2 separate regions of the Sus scrofa genome follow, and region 1 is linked to region 2. The links are chromatin contacts, called in public HiChIP or PLAC-seq maps. All regions are on one chromosome and are shown on one strand. Each heading gives the region's core, a stretch centred on a gene start, on an enhancer-like site or on the middle of the called end of the contact. The rest is flanking DNA. Distances are from core to core; before and after follow the strand shown.

What was found. HiChIP or PLAC-seq counts read pairs in DNA pulled down with a chosen protein or histone mark.
Region 1: a contact with region 2 is called in an H3K27ac HiChIP or PLAC-seq map of alveolar macrophages. The contact joins two enhancer-like sites. A contact is called at or near these places in 11 of 47 Hi-C or Micro-C datasets (alveolar macrophages, blood, embryonic fibroblasts and 6 more) and 1 of 2 datasets of contacts at active chromatin or transcription factors (alveolar macrophages).

What each region holds. Positions count from the first base shown.
Region 1 is chr1:25,276,482-25,282,467 of Sscrofa11.1, forward strand. It overlaps TXLNB (beta-taxilin), which reads left to right. Exons shown (of 9, transcript XM_021087298.1): 7 at 997-1,089; 8 at 4,437-4,532; 9 at 5,663-5,986. Among named protein-coding and RNA genes, the nearest start is that of TXLNB, 51 kb to the left of the region's middle. Within about 2 kb of position 4,265, at least 6 of the 83 cell types and tissues checked have an H3K27ac peak or open chromatin away from gene starts, as enhancers often do. A contact at or near this core is called in alveolar macrophages, where this site is marked.
Region 2 is chr1:24,601,974-24,608,281 of Sscrofa11.1, forward strand. No RefSeq gene overlaps it. Among named protein-coding and RNA genes, the nearest start is that of CITED2, 550 kb to the right of the region's middle. Within about 2 kb of position 4,273, at least 12 of the 83 cell types and tissues checked have an H3K27ac peak or open chromatin away from gene starts, as enhancers often do. A contact at or near this core is called in alveolar macrophages, where this site is marked.

The DNA.
Region 1 (5,986 bases), core at 3,015-5,514, 670 kb after region 2:
CTTCTTATCAGGAGTGCAGGCCTCTCAAAAACAGGAGCTACAGGAGTTCCCGTCGTGGCGCAGTGGTTAACGAATCCGACTAGGAACCATAGGTTGCGGGTTCGATCCCTGCCCTTGCTCAGTGGGTTGATGATCTGGCGTTGCCGTGAGCTGTGGTGTAGGTTGCAGACACGGCTCGGATCCCGCGTTGCTGTGGCTCTGGCGTAGGCCAGTGGCTACAGCTCCGATTCAACCCCTGGCCTGGGAACCTCCATATGACGCGGCAGCGGCCCAAGAAATAGCAACAATAACAACAACAACAAAAAAGACAAAAAAAAAAAAAAAAACAGGAGCTACAGGTTAAATGTACATAATGTCAATGAATATGTTCAGTGTTCAATAAATGTTATGATATAATGAAAGTTATGATATAATGAAATGGTAAAAATATGAAAATATACTGTCATTTTATTATTTCATTTTTCTTTAGAGAAGTTTTGTTTGTTTTTTGTGGGGCCACACCCAGGGCACATGGAGCTTCCCAGGCTAAGAGTAGAATCAGAGCTATAGCTGCCAGCCTATGCCACAGCAACACTGGATCCAAGCCTCATCTGTGACCTACACCAAAGCTCACAGCAATGCCGGATCCTTAACCCACTGAGCAAGGCCAGGGATCAAACCCGCAACCTCATGGGTCCTAGTCGGATTCTTTCCACTGCGCCATGACAGGAACTCCATAAAGAAGTATTTCAGGAGTTCTCATCGTGGCTCAGTGGTTAACGAAGCTGCCCTAGAAATGGCAAAAAGACAAAAAAAAAAAAAAAAAAAAAAAAGTATTTCAATCATACTCACTGACTGAGGCTGATCTCACAGTAAATAAAATAATTGAACATATCACTAATATGGTATTGAGAATTCCCTTAAATCATTTTCTCAAATAATAAACAATGACTTGTTTTGTTGTGGAAGCATTCTGAAAGAAGCTCTAAAATAGATCTACTCTTTCCCTGTTTACAGCTTACTCTCTACTCTGGAAGGTTTGAAGAGTTTCAGAGCACACTGACAAAAAGCAATGAGGTGTTTGCCACTTTCAAACAGGAAATGGATAAAGTAAGTATTGCTAATCCCCCATGAAATACTGACATTTTCTATTTTTGGGGTTTTTTTTTTTTTTTGCCTTTTTGTCTTTTCTAGGGCCACACCCGTGGCATATGGAGGTTCCCAGGCTAGGGATCTAAACAGATCCCTAGGCCAGAGCCACAGCAATGTGGTATCCAAGCCACATCTGTGACCTACACCACAGCTCACAGAAAGGCCAGATCTTTAACCCACTGAGCAAGGCCAGGGATCAAACCCGAAACCTCCTGGTTCCTAGTTGGATTCGTTAACCACTGAGCCACGACGGGAACTCCAACATTTTCTATTTTGAAAGGAATTTTCCTTTGAGTTCATTTTTGTCTTGCTAAGATATCTCAGGAGAGTCTATGAAGTAATGAAATGTTTATACAAGCAAATGAGATTTGGGCTGTATTTTTTAATTGGTTAAGTATGTGGTGAATTAATCTTAGGAAGAGTCCAAAAACACTAGGATACATTTTCACTCTGAGGAAAAATATTTTCTTTTTCTAATCCATGAAGGGAGTTTTAAATTAAAAAAAAAAAAGATAAGAGCTAGCAATTTAACATTACATTCTTTATGCTAAAATAAAAAAGCAATCTTCTAAAGGTTAACAAAAACAACTTTCATATAAATATGCAAGAGTAGAATGTTAAAGCAGAAAATACCATTTCAAAGGATCCTTCTCAGAAGGTATGGAATATGATATAATTGACAGAGCTTTGAAAGAGAAGATGGGAGTTTAAATTCAAATTCTTTGTGTGTTCTTACTCATCAAGTATTGGAGAACAATTCACTTTCCCCAAGTTAATTTCTCTCATCTATATATTAAGACACTATTTCCCTTGCCTATGTCACAAGATTGTGAAGTTCAAATAAGTTAATGTATTTTAAGGGTTTTAAACTTTTTTAAAGTACTTTACTAATATCAGATGCTAATATTATTAGATACAATGTTTATTTTAAATTTTGTTCAATTTAGTGTTTTCCAAAACAAAATCAGCATCAGTGTTTCTGAAAGTCATTGACATTAACCCTTTTAAGGGTAGAAAGCATACCTTTTAAAAAATTTTCAAAAACAATATGATAAATTTCACAACTCATGAGTAAACTTAATAGGCGAACACTTTTTTAACGGCTACAGCTTTCCCAGAACCACGGACATACAGAACAGACTTGTGGTTGCAAAGGGTAGGGGGTGGGGAAAAGGAATGGACTGGGAGTTTGGGGCTAGTTGATGCAAATTATTGCAGTTAGAATGGATAAACAAGGTCCTACTATATAATACAGGGAACTATATCCAATCTCCTGAGATAGACCATGATGGAAAAGAATATAAAAAATAACGTGTATATATGTGTATGTGTGTGTAACTGAGTCACTTTGCTTTAGACAGATATTGGCACAACACCGTAAATCAACTATACTTTAATAAAAATTTTAATAAAAATAAATTTAGAAGTTGATACAATATTAAAGGAACCTCTTAATTTCTTAAATTTTTGTTTTTAGGAGTTCCAGTTGTGGCTCAGGAGTTAACGAACCCGACTAGTATCCATGAGGACTTGGGTTCGATCCCTGGCCTTACTCAGTGGGTTAAAGATCCTGCATTTCTGTGGCTGTGGCATAGGCTGACAGCTACAGCTTGGATTGGACCCCCTACACTGGGAACCTCCATATGCCACAGGTGCAGCCCTAAAAGACAAAAAAAAAAAAAAAAATCATTTTTTTAAAGCTGTTTCTACCATAAAAAAAACAAGAAAAGATTTTTTTTAAAAAAGTTACAGCTTTCCAATTCCATTTTTAAAAATTTAATCATAGTTTTAATTTGAAATAAATACTAAGGTAGGAAAAATGCTATTTATTCCAAGATACATAGTTTTAAGACTGAAATAGATATTACAGCAGGAGTTTTTAATCTGAGGCTTCATAGACTTTTAGCAGTAAGACCTTAGAATTACCAAAAAAAAAAAATTTGATATGCGTATTTCTTTAGGTTTAAGTGTAGTCCCATAGATTTCATCAAATTCCTAAAGGAGGTGATAACTTTTAATGGTTTATAAACTACTAACTTCATTTTAAAAATTATCAAAATAAAAAAGTATCCAAGGCTCACATAGCTTCTCTACAGAGCCCAGGGGCCAACAGCCTGGGGCCAGCCTCTGGCCTCCAAGTGGAGAGACCCAGCCTCAGGCAGTCTGGCCCGAAGTAGCAAGTGCCCAAGTGTGGCTCATCCAGGGTAAATGCACCTAAATAAACACATGCCTTATCCTTCACTTTATCCAAAAAGAAAGGAGATCCTCTAACTAGGAACAGTTTCAGTCACGAAAAAGCCAGGCTACCTTTTATTCACTTCTGTATGCCCTACACCTAGCCCCTGCCTGGTGACAAGCAGGCACTCCATACATGTTGCTTTAAGTGAAAGGACTCCAGGCCCCCTCTTCTGCTGAGTCACCTGAATATTATTCCACCTTCCTGAGCCTTAGTTTCCCCATTTATAGAGGTGAAAACAGAACTTTCCTTAGGGAATTGTTTCAAGAATGAAATGAGAGTTCCCATCGTGGCACAGCAGAAATGAATCGACTAGGAACCATGAGGTTGTGGGTTCAATCCCTGGCCTCGCTCACTGGGTTAAGGATCTGGCACTGTGGTGAGCTGTAGTGCAGCTCACAGACACGGCTCGGATCTGGTATTGCTGTGGCTGTGGTGTAAGCCGGCGGCTACAGCTCCAATTAGACCCCTAGCCTGGGAACCTCCATATGCCACAGGTGCAGCCCTCAAAAGACAAAAAAAAAAAAAAAAAAAAAAAAAAAAAAAAAAAGAACGAAATGAATAACGCATGTAATCACTTTCTGTAAATCCTACTGCATTCTACAAATGTAAAGACTGAGAAAATAGAAAGCTGCCTTTGTGTGGACACTTCTCAGATATGCCCAGATATTATCAACATTTTAATGGCTAAAAAGCCAGGCCAACTTTCTCACTAATAGTCTTCTATTCAATAAAGTAAATAACTTAAATTTCAAGTTTATTCTTGGGACTCAATAAAGCTATTTTTATTTTAAACAAAAGAAAAAGCATGACAAAACAGGAAGGCCCTAAGTAGTTCCCTTTCTCCTGAATTGGCTCTGATGCAAATAAATTTGTTCACCACTGACCCAGATGATTCAGAAATAAATCATGACTCTCTCCACTCATTCTTCATTCCTTGGTATTGAATTTTTGTTTCCTTCAGTAGCTGGTAACAAAAGAACTTTTCCTGACATCACATATGGCACCGACAGTTTCTTTGATATATTAACTAATCAGGATTAACATTAAAACATTCTAATTTCTATAGACCACTAAGAAAATGAAGAAGCTGGAAAAAGAAACAGCCACGTGGAAAGCCCGGTTTGAGAACTGTAACAAAGCTCTGTTGGACATGATTGAAGAGGTGAGGAAGCTTTTCCCCTTGCTCTTCTTCCCCTGACTAGTCAATACATTTATACTCAGAAAGCAACTATGGCCTAATAGCACAAATGAGTACCTTTGAAAAAGAGATGAATTTTTCTGGAATGTGCTATATATGATATTGCAATAAAAGTAATTACCACAAAAGACTCATTAAGAGCATTTTAACCCTAAGTCATATGCCTACTTGTTGATTCCAAAGCAGCACCACACCTGCTAGATGAATGTTTTAGCTGTGCTTGAATTTCCCTTGTGCCTAATGCATAACAGGCACAGAGTAAATTAATTAGTTGATTCAAACACAGTGAGAAAAACACCAGCCCAAGCACCCAAAGTATATGTTATTTTATAGACAGATACAGAGATAAATTGCTTAATTCCTCCAACAGTCATTTAAATACTGATATTCTTTCAGGCTCTGGAGGTTTTGAGACTATGAAGGCAAAGATACATGGCCCTTGACCTGAGAGGCAGGGCTTACAGGTGAAGATCTCTCCAGTAAACAAGTGGGGGAAAAAGTCTTAAAAGGTACATAATAGCACAAAGGCAGGGGTGAAGGAGTAAGATGATTAGGAACAATTTCATGCACTAACACACCAACATTTCTAGAGAAAAGGAGAAATGAACAGTTTAAGCAGCATCACGAATGAGTGCATGGTGAGTTTCTCCACTTATAATTACTGTTCTAACAATTCATCCCAAACTGCAACCAATTCCAAAGAGATGTGCTTATTATTCATAAACATAAATCAAACAGTTGCTTGATTAGCATATAGCAATTTATCTCTTGAACAGTTAAGGCACTGCTGACGGCCAAGTCCCAGTCCATCTCAATCATTTTGCCACAAGCTTCTGCTTATGCCTTCTAAGTCTTAAAAGCAGAAAATACATTTTAAGATTTTAGAAGCCTCAGACTGAAACTATCTTTCTTTCCTAAAGAATATGTGAATTAAAATTCTACCCAAAGACTCCAACACAGGGCAAGAGTGATGTCCCTGACCAAGTCCCCGTCCAGCCAACCCCTTGCGGTCAGAGCCTGATAAATTGCAGAGGGCATCCTTGCCATTTTGTTTTTTGTGTCATTTAATGTGCGTGTGCGTGTTTAAATCACAGAAAACATTGAGAGCTAAAGAATACGAATGCTTCGTGATGAAAATCGGAAGGCTAGAAAACCTCTGCCGAGCTTTACAAGAAGAGAGAAATGAACTCTACAAGAAAATCAGAGAAGCGAAAATGCCTGAAAAAGACGACCAAAGTCAGCACACCTCAGACGAGGAGCTAGAGTCAAATACCTTTGTGAGTGAAGAGGTTGATGCCGCTGCAGAGGAAGCCAATAGGGTTCACAATGCCGTGCAGAATCTGGCTGCGGCCTTCATGGTCATTCATCGTCCAGAGTCAACCGTCGACGGGTCTAAAGAAATCCCAGCAGAAGTCGGC
Region 2 (6,308 bases), core at 3,023-5,522:
AACTGAATATATCCAGCATCAATATCAAAACAGAATTAACAGCTCCACTTTTAACCCATATGTTCAGGAATATATAACTCCATCAATATGTTAACTAGGGTGAAGGCACATTGCCAAGTTTAGAACCCACTCAAATTCCTTGGGTTCTGAGTTTAAAATGAAATTTGAGACTTTCCAGGTTTAAGGTCTTTTTTGGTGCTATAAAAATGTGACTTCCTGGTTGAAAAAATGAAGTTTTTGGACACCACACAAAACAATATGATAAGTGTGAATGAATCAGTAACATATGGATTACATTTTCTTTTAAAAATCTATTATTTTTTTAAACATTTAAAATAGAAAATTCATGGTAAAAACATGCATTGGATTTAGCCAACTCTAAATCATTTGAAAAATATTTGTAAGGCATAGTTCTCTCAATGGATATGTGGCAGCATTTCCAGTCCATAATGTTGGCGTAACCTCACCCTTTTCCCGAACTCTCCCCCAAGACCCTCAAATTAATACACAAGAGAAAACAAACTGCTGATTGGTTCTCCTCTTTCTTGTTCTTTTTCTCTCCTACTCCTTGAGTGTATCCTGAAAAACTTTATGTATCGTTTCCATTGCAGTGGCACAGATGTTTTTTTTAATTAAGTTGTGCTTCAAACCATTCTAAATGTAAAGCTCTGGGGAATAACAGCAAAGGATATACATTAATGATGAAAAGAAATACTTTTGTTTGTAGTTCAGAATAGATATCCCAAAGATGAGAAGCACTTTTTTCCTTCTCCTCAATCTACAATCCATTAATCTATTAATCAAAATTAACTACTACAAGCCTATCTTCTCAGAATGACCCCTTGAGTATCCAAGAGTTGCAAATAAAAATACAAGGAAATAGTAGAATGTTGCAATGTCTCAAACCTCAATACCCAAAATACTATTTTCTGTATTTGTTTCTCTTTCTTTGAAATATTTTCTGTCCTCGAGTACCTAGAATTAAGCTTTGACACTAGAAAATTGTCTAGGCTGTAGTCAACCCCACAGGTAAATTCGCTTAATTATCTGCCTAAATTGTTTCTGAAACAAGATCACATTATCCCTGTGAGTTTAGGCTTGCAATTCTGTTCAGTTTTCTAGAATTCTGCATTTTCATTTCCCTGAGTTGTACAATTTTCTGTACAGGGCACTTTGCCAACAGCACGCTTTGAGAGTTGTACTGTCTTAACCACTCAACTCAACCACTGCAGATGTCTGAGCTAGGTTTGAACTATAGATATGAATTTATTACTTAATGTATTTCTAACTTTAGAGTACAAAAAACAATGTTCTATTTCTTCTAAACAATAATTACCTTAGTATAGATGTGGCAAGATCACCTATTTACTTTAGAGTCCATTTAAATAATACAAAATAATAGGCATTGTATATGGAATATTGACTACCAGAGTATGTACTATCCATCTAGGTTATTTGTATAAACCAAATACCAAGGAGACTATTAAAACACAAGAAGACTATAAGTTCTCATATTTTATGTGATAGTACAAATTCCATGATATTATATCTATCCATAGAAAACCTAACTCTAAAGCCATGTATAGTTGCAATTCCCTGAACTGTAGCAGACTACTGCAAGCTATTTTCTCAGAATGACAACATAAAGGTTATTTCCCAACTCTCTAATTACAATCAATGAATCTAATTACTGTGATGGTTTGAATATTATGCTTTTGTCTTATAACCTAATGTGCCTGTTCTCTGATTTCCAAGTCAAAGAATGTCATCCTAAAGTTTTCAAGAATGGCGAAAATTTCCTAATAAAACTGAAATTCAACTATAATAATGTTGAGTTTATTCATTCAACATTTAAAAAGTTTATCATGTATCTACAAATAGATAATTTCTTATAATCTGGAGATTTTTAATATCTACATAAGCTTTATACTGTAAGTGCTAGGAAATAAACCTTTACATTATAATGACTATGATATTCTCTTTCACGTATCCAAAAATTATTAAGTGAACTTTCAACTCTATCTTCTTCAGATTTTCTTATTTGCCTTTAACATAATATTATATGGAAGATCAACTCTCTTTCCATCCTCTTAAATGAAATTTTAAGTGAAAAGAAAAAATAGAAAACTCCTATGTTATAAATTTCTTGCTGAATTTGATGAAAGTTTTCAAAAGCTGAACACAGTAGTATCTTAATAGAGGGATTTGAGAGATTTTATTCCTATTGACTAATTCTTAATCAAGAATCAAGTACCACTAAACTTGAAAATAAGAACATCTTCAGAATGTCTTATTCTGCTACCAATCACGTTAAGAATGATTCCTGTGTTTTATCCTGGCAACTTTTGGTTCTATGTAATTGTGAATAATCAAAGTGACTGGAATAAAACATTTTAAAATGATGAGTATTTATAATTAACAGGTTATAAAAGAAAATCATGGACTTGGAGATAAGACTTGTGGTTGCCAAGGGGGAGGGGAAGGAAGGGGATGGATTGGGAGCTTGGGGTTAATAGATGCCAGCTATTGCTTTTGGAATGGATTAGCAATGAGATCCTGCTGTGTAGCACTGAGAACTATGTCTAGTCACTTATGATGGATCATTATAATGGGAGAAAAAAGAACATACACATATATGTGTAACTGGGTCACCATGCTATACAGTAGAAAAAAAAATTGTATTGGGGAAATAAAAGTTAAAAAAACATGGATATTCCTAGATTCATGAATCAACAAATAAAAACAACTTTAGTGTTACTTCCAATGTTTAATGCCCTTTTTCCTTAGCATCCTTGTACCTAGGAAAAGGGTACAGTCATAAAATAATTGCTGAAAGTGATGCTGCATTTTTTTGAAGACAAAGAGACAGGTACCTAGAGTGTAACATTGGCCATTCAGCCTACACATTTAAATTATTCATATCATTGAATGTAGAAATGCAAAGGTTGAAGATAAATATGAAAACAGCTGAGGGAAGAGCAAACCTTCTAAAAAAGTATGAGAGACAGAAATATTGTAACAAACATCCTTAGGTCTAGATCACGGGATTATCAAGTCTTTAAATGAAAGGAACCTCCATTATGCATCTAGTTTTCCCACTGCTATCAAATTCCTTTCAGAGAGCTATGAGCTTCAGTTTACACAGTTTCAATGATTGAGAATCCACTGCTTCACAAGGGAAGTTGAATTCATTTTTTAAGAGCTCTAGCTATTTCAAACTTGTTATTTAATCTGCCTCACTAAAAATTCTACTTTCAGATCTGAGTTCTACCCTCTAAAGTTAAACAGAAATCCACTCGACACATCATCCCTTCAAGTATACAAAAATAATCATCATGTCTGCTCTGTCTTCACTTCTTCATTTCTACAAGGGAAATGTCCTCCATTCATACAATATTCCCTACAGGGCTTGGCCTTCAACTCATTCCATCATCTTGATGGCCCTTTTGTCATTGTCCTCTGGAAGGAAAGAATCCACCTGTGATTTAGTAAGACTGAGTTCAATAAAAAGAAATACACGAACATGTCCACTGATTCATCTGTTTATTCAACCCGGTATTTTAGGATTACTAGTGTACAAAGGATATCCGTTGGCTGAAAAACCACAGAAGATGTCCTCAAGGAAATCTGCTTATATCACTAGCAGACTTGACATAGTAGCTGAAGATAATTTCAGGTATCTAAGAACAAAGATCACCCTCACCTCTGCCACTTCACCATGAAAGTACATGCTTTTTAAGAGTATAGGAGGTACTCTGATATTGGGAGCAAATCTATAGACCCAGATTACATAGATGCTGTTCATCAAGTTTGGTGGCACTCTGGACCCCAAGCTTCCCCACACATATGTGTACACAGATCCAAATGAAAGAAATTACTATTAATTACGTCTATACCAGTATTATCTTTTCGAACCAGATTCTAAATAGTCTCACCAGTGGAAAAGAAAGTCTTTAACAATAAGACTTTTTTCCCTCACCACAAGGTGTGGCACCCTACAAGACAGCCAAGGGAAGAAAAGAATCCATGAGCTTCACAAAAATCCCAATATTTCTCTACTGAATGTTGAAACGTCAGAAGGCAAGGTGTATGTTTTTTTCATTGTTATTATTTGCATGTGTGTTTGACTTTGGAAGCCACAGGTCCATGAGATGGGGCAATGGGGATAGGTAGCTCTGAACAACCAGTAGACATCCCTTGGCTGGACACAAGACTCTAGATGGCAGCATGTCACTGAATAGGGTAAAGAGCTAGTAAGGAAGCTGACTCATGTTGAGCACCAAAATAGGTAGTGATGGTTGTCGCAATCACAATTGTGTACACAGAGCTTAGCACTGCTTACCTAACCAGGAGAACAATCAGTGACCATGGCCATAGCAAACATTCACAGCTGTACTCCCCTGGCCCCAGTGTTAATTAAGCACATGAGAGTCCCCACAGGGCTATCGAATCTCATGAACTTGAGTAAGTGGGAAGATGTCAGAGCTAAGAGTTGACTAGAACATTTGGAGAATCTCATATGGGAAAAAAATTTTTTTTTCCCATTCTTGGGATCTAAATGCCATCCGGCTCTCCTAGATGTGCACACGTACAAATGTACACATAAAACTACAAGATATCACCTTTACAAACTGCTGTGCCCTCATTGGGATGCTAAAGAGGCATTTAACCAAAACATAACAAATGGAATGAGACCAAAGTTTATCCCAGGGACAGATGGAAAACACAGCTCTCCCAAAGACTTTGGGAATATTTTATTAGATTGATATAGGAATTCGACTGGATGATGGTGAATGAATACTAGTAAAAAAATAGTGCAAATCCTTTTTATAATTTTTCATGGTCCCTACTTCTTTTATTAACCTCATATGTCATTTTCTATTTTTCAAAATCACTTCACATTGTAAGCTCATTTAGTTTTGGTCAACTAAAATTCCAAGATAGATTTCACATGAATTATTTTCTAGACATGTCTCTTCTCTCTTATAATATGGAATTAACAGCATGAACCTAACCCAAATGCAGGTCTCAACTTGATTCCTGTTAAATTTTACTTGTTAGTTTTGGTCCATTATTTGAGCCTATTGAAATAATTTTTCATCTTGATTCTCTCATCCATTATATTATCTCTCATTCTCATCACTGTATAAATTAGTTGATAAGTAATATCTTTTATCCTTGAGGTCCAAATGGGCCAATAACAAATAGAAAATGTTACTTAAGAAGTGATTTTATCCAGCCTATTGACTTTTGAGTATAATCCATTTGCCTATTTCAGGTTTAATGAATGTACAGGTTATGAACTGAGGCTTTGTCTAAAGACTAATAATACATGTAGCTTTGGGGGCAAAGCATCATTAACCATGGTTTGTAGGATGATCATTAATCAAATACCCTTATTTACTTGTATTTTTATTAATGCACTTAACTTTTTTATTATTTATTTTATTATCCTTTCCATTCTTCTATAAGACACTCTCTCAAATGTTTAATAGTTTAGTTCATTGAGGGGAAGAGAGAAGAGAACTAAATAAGATATATGATTCCTCCACTGGATCCGGAACTTGGTCTGCCATATTATACTTGATATCCTTCCTCCCCACAATCCCATGCATAATGTTTTACTCTAATATTTTTTATAGATGAGGAAGTTGAGATTCTAAAAAAAAAAAAATGAGCATTGACTAAAAGCATAGAGTTGGTAAGTAGTGAGTCTGTGGCACAAAACTGGATTGATCTGCTTTTGCCTATCTTGCTTTCCACGGGGGTATACTCATCCCATTTAGCAAGTACCCTCTGATGATTTGTTTTAAGACACTATGCAGAGAACACTCAGAATGCAAATGTGAAAAACACAGCAGAAATAAAAATAGTAAGGATTAGACAGGTATAAGACTGTCTGGAGTACATGATGAATGGGATTGGCAGCAGGAAAGACACAAACATTATGCTTGGAAAAAGAAGAAAAGGAAAGCTACATTTTACTGAGAAAGCTGTGTTTATCTCCTGCCACTCCTTTCATCTGGACTTGCATCCCTGATTGCCTGGATCATTCTAGCTTCTCCTCCTTCCTTTGCCCTACTGTAGACAACTATCCAGTAAAGGAAAATAGAACATTTTGGAATCAAGCAAACCCAGATCTGAAATCTGTTTGAGTATCTTTCCAGTGACATTAGGCATGTTGCTTTACCTTCTAAGCCTCAGTTTTCTTTTGGGAAAATAGTCACAGTAACATCTAAACACAAAATTGTCATAATACATTATACATGTCACATTGGCCCAAAGTACGTGTTCAGGAAAAGACTTTT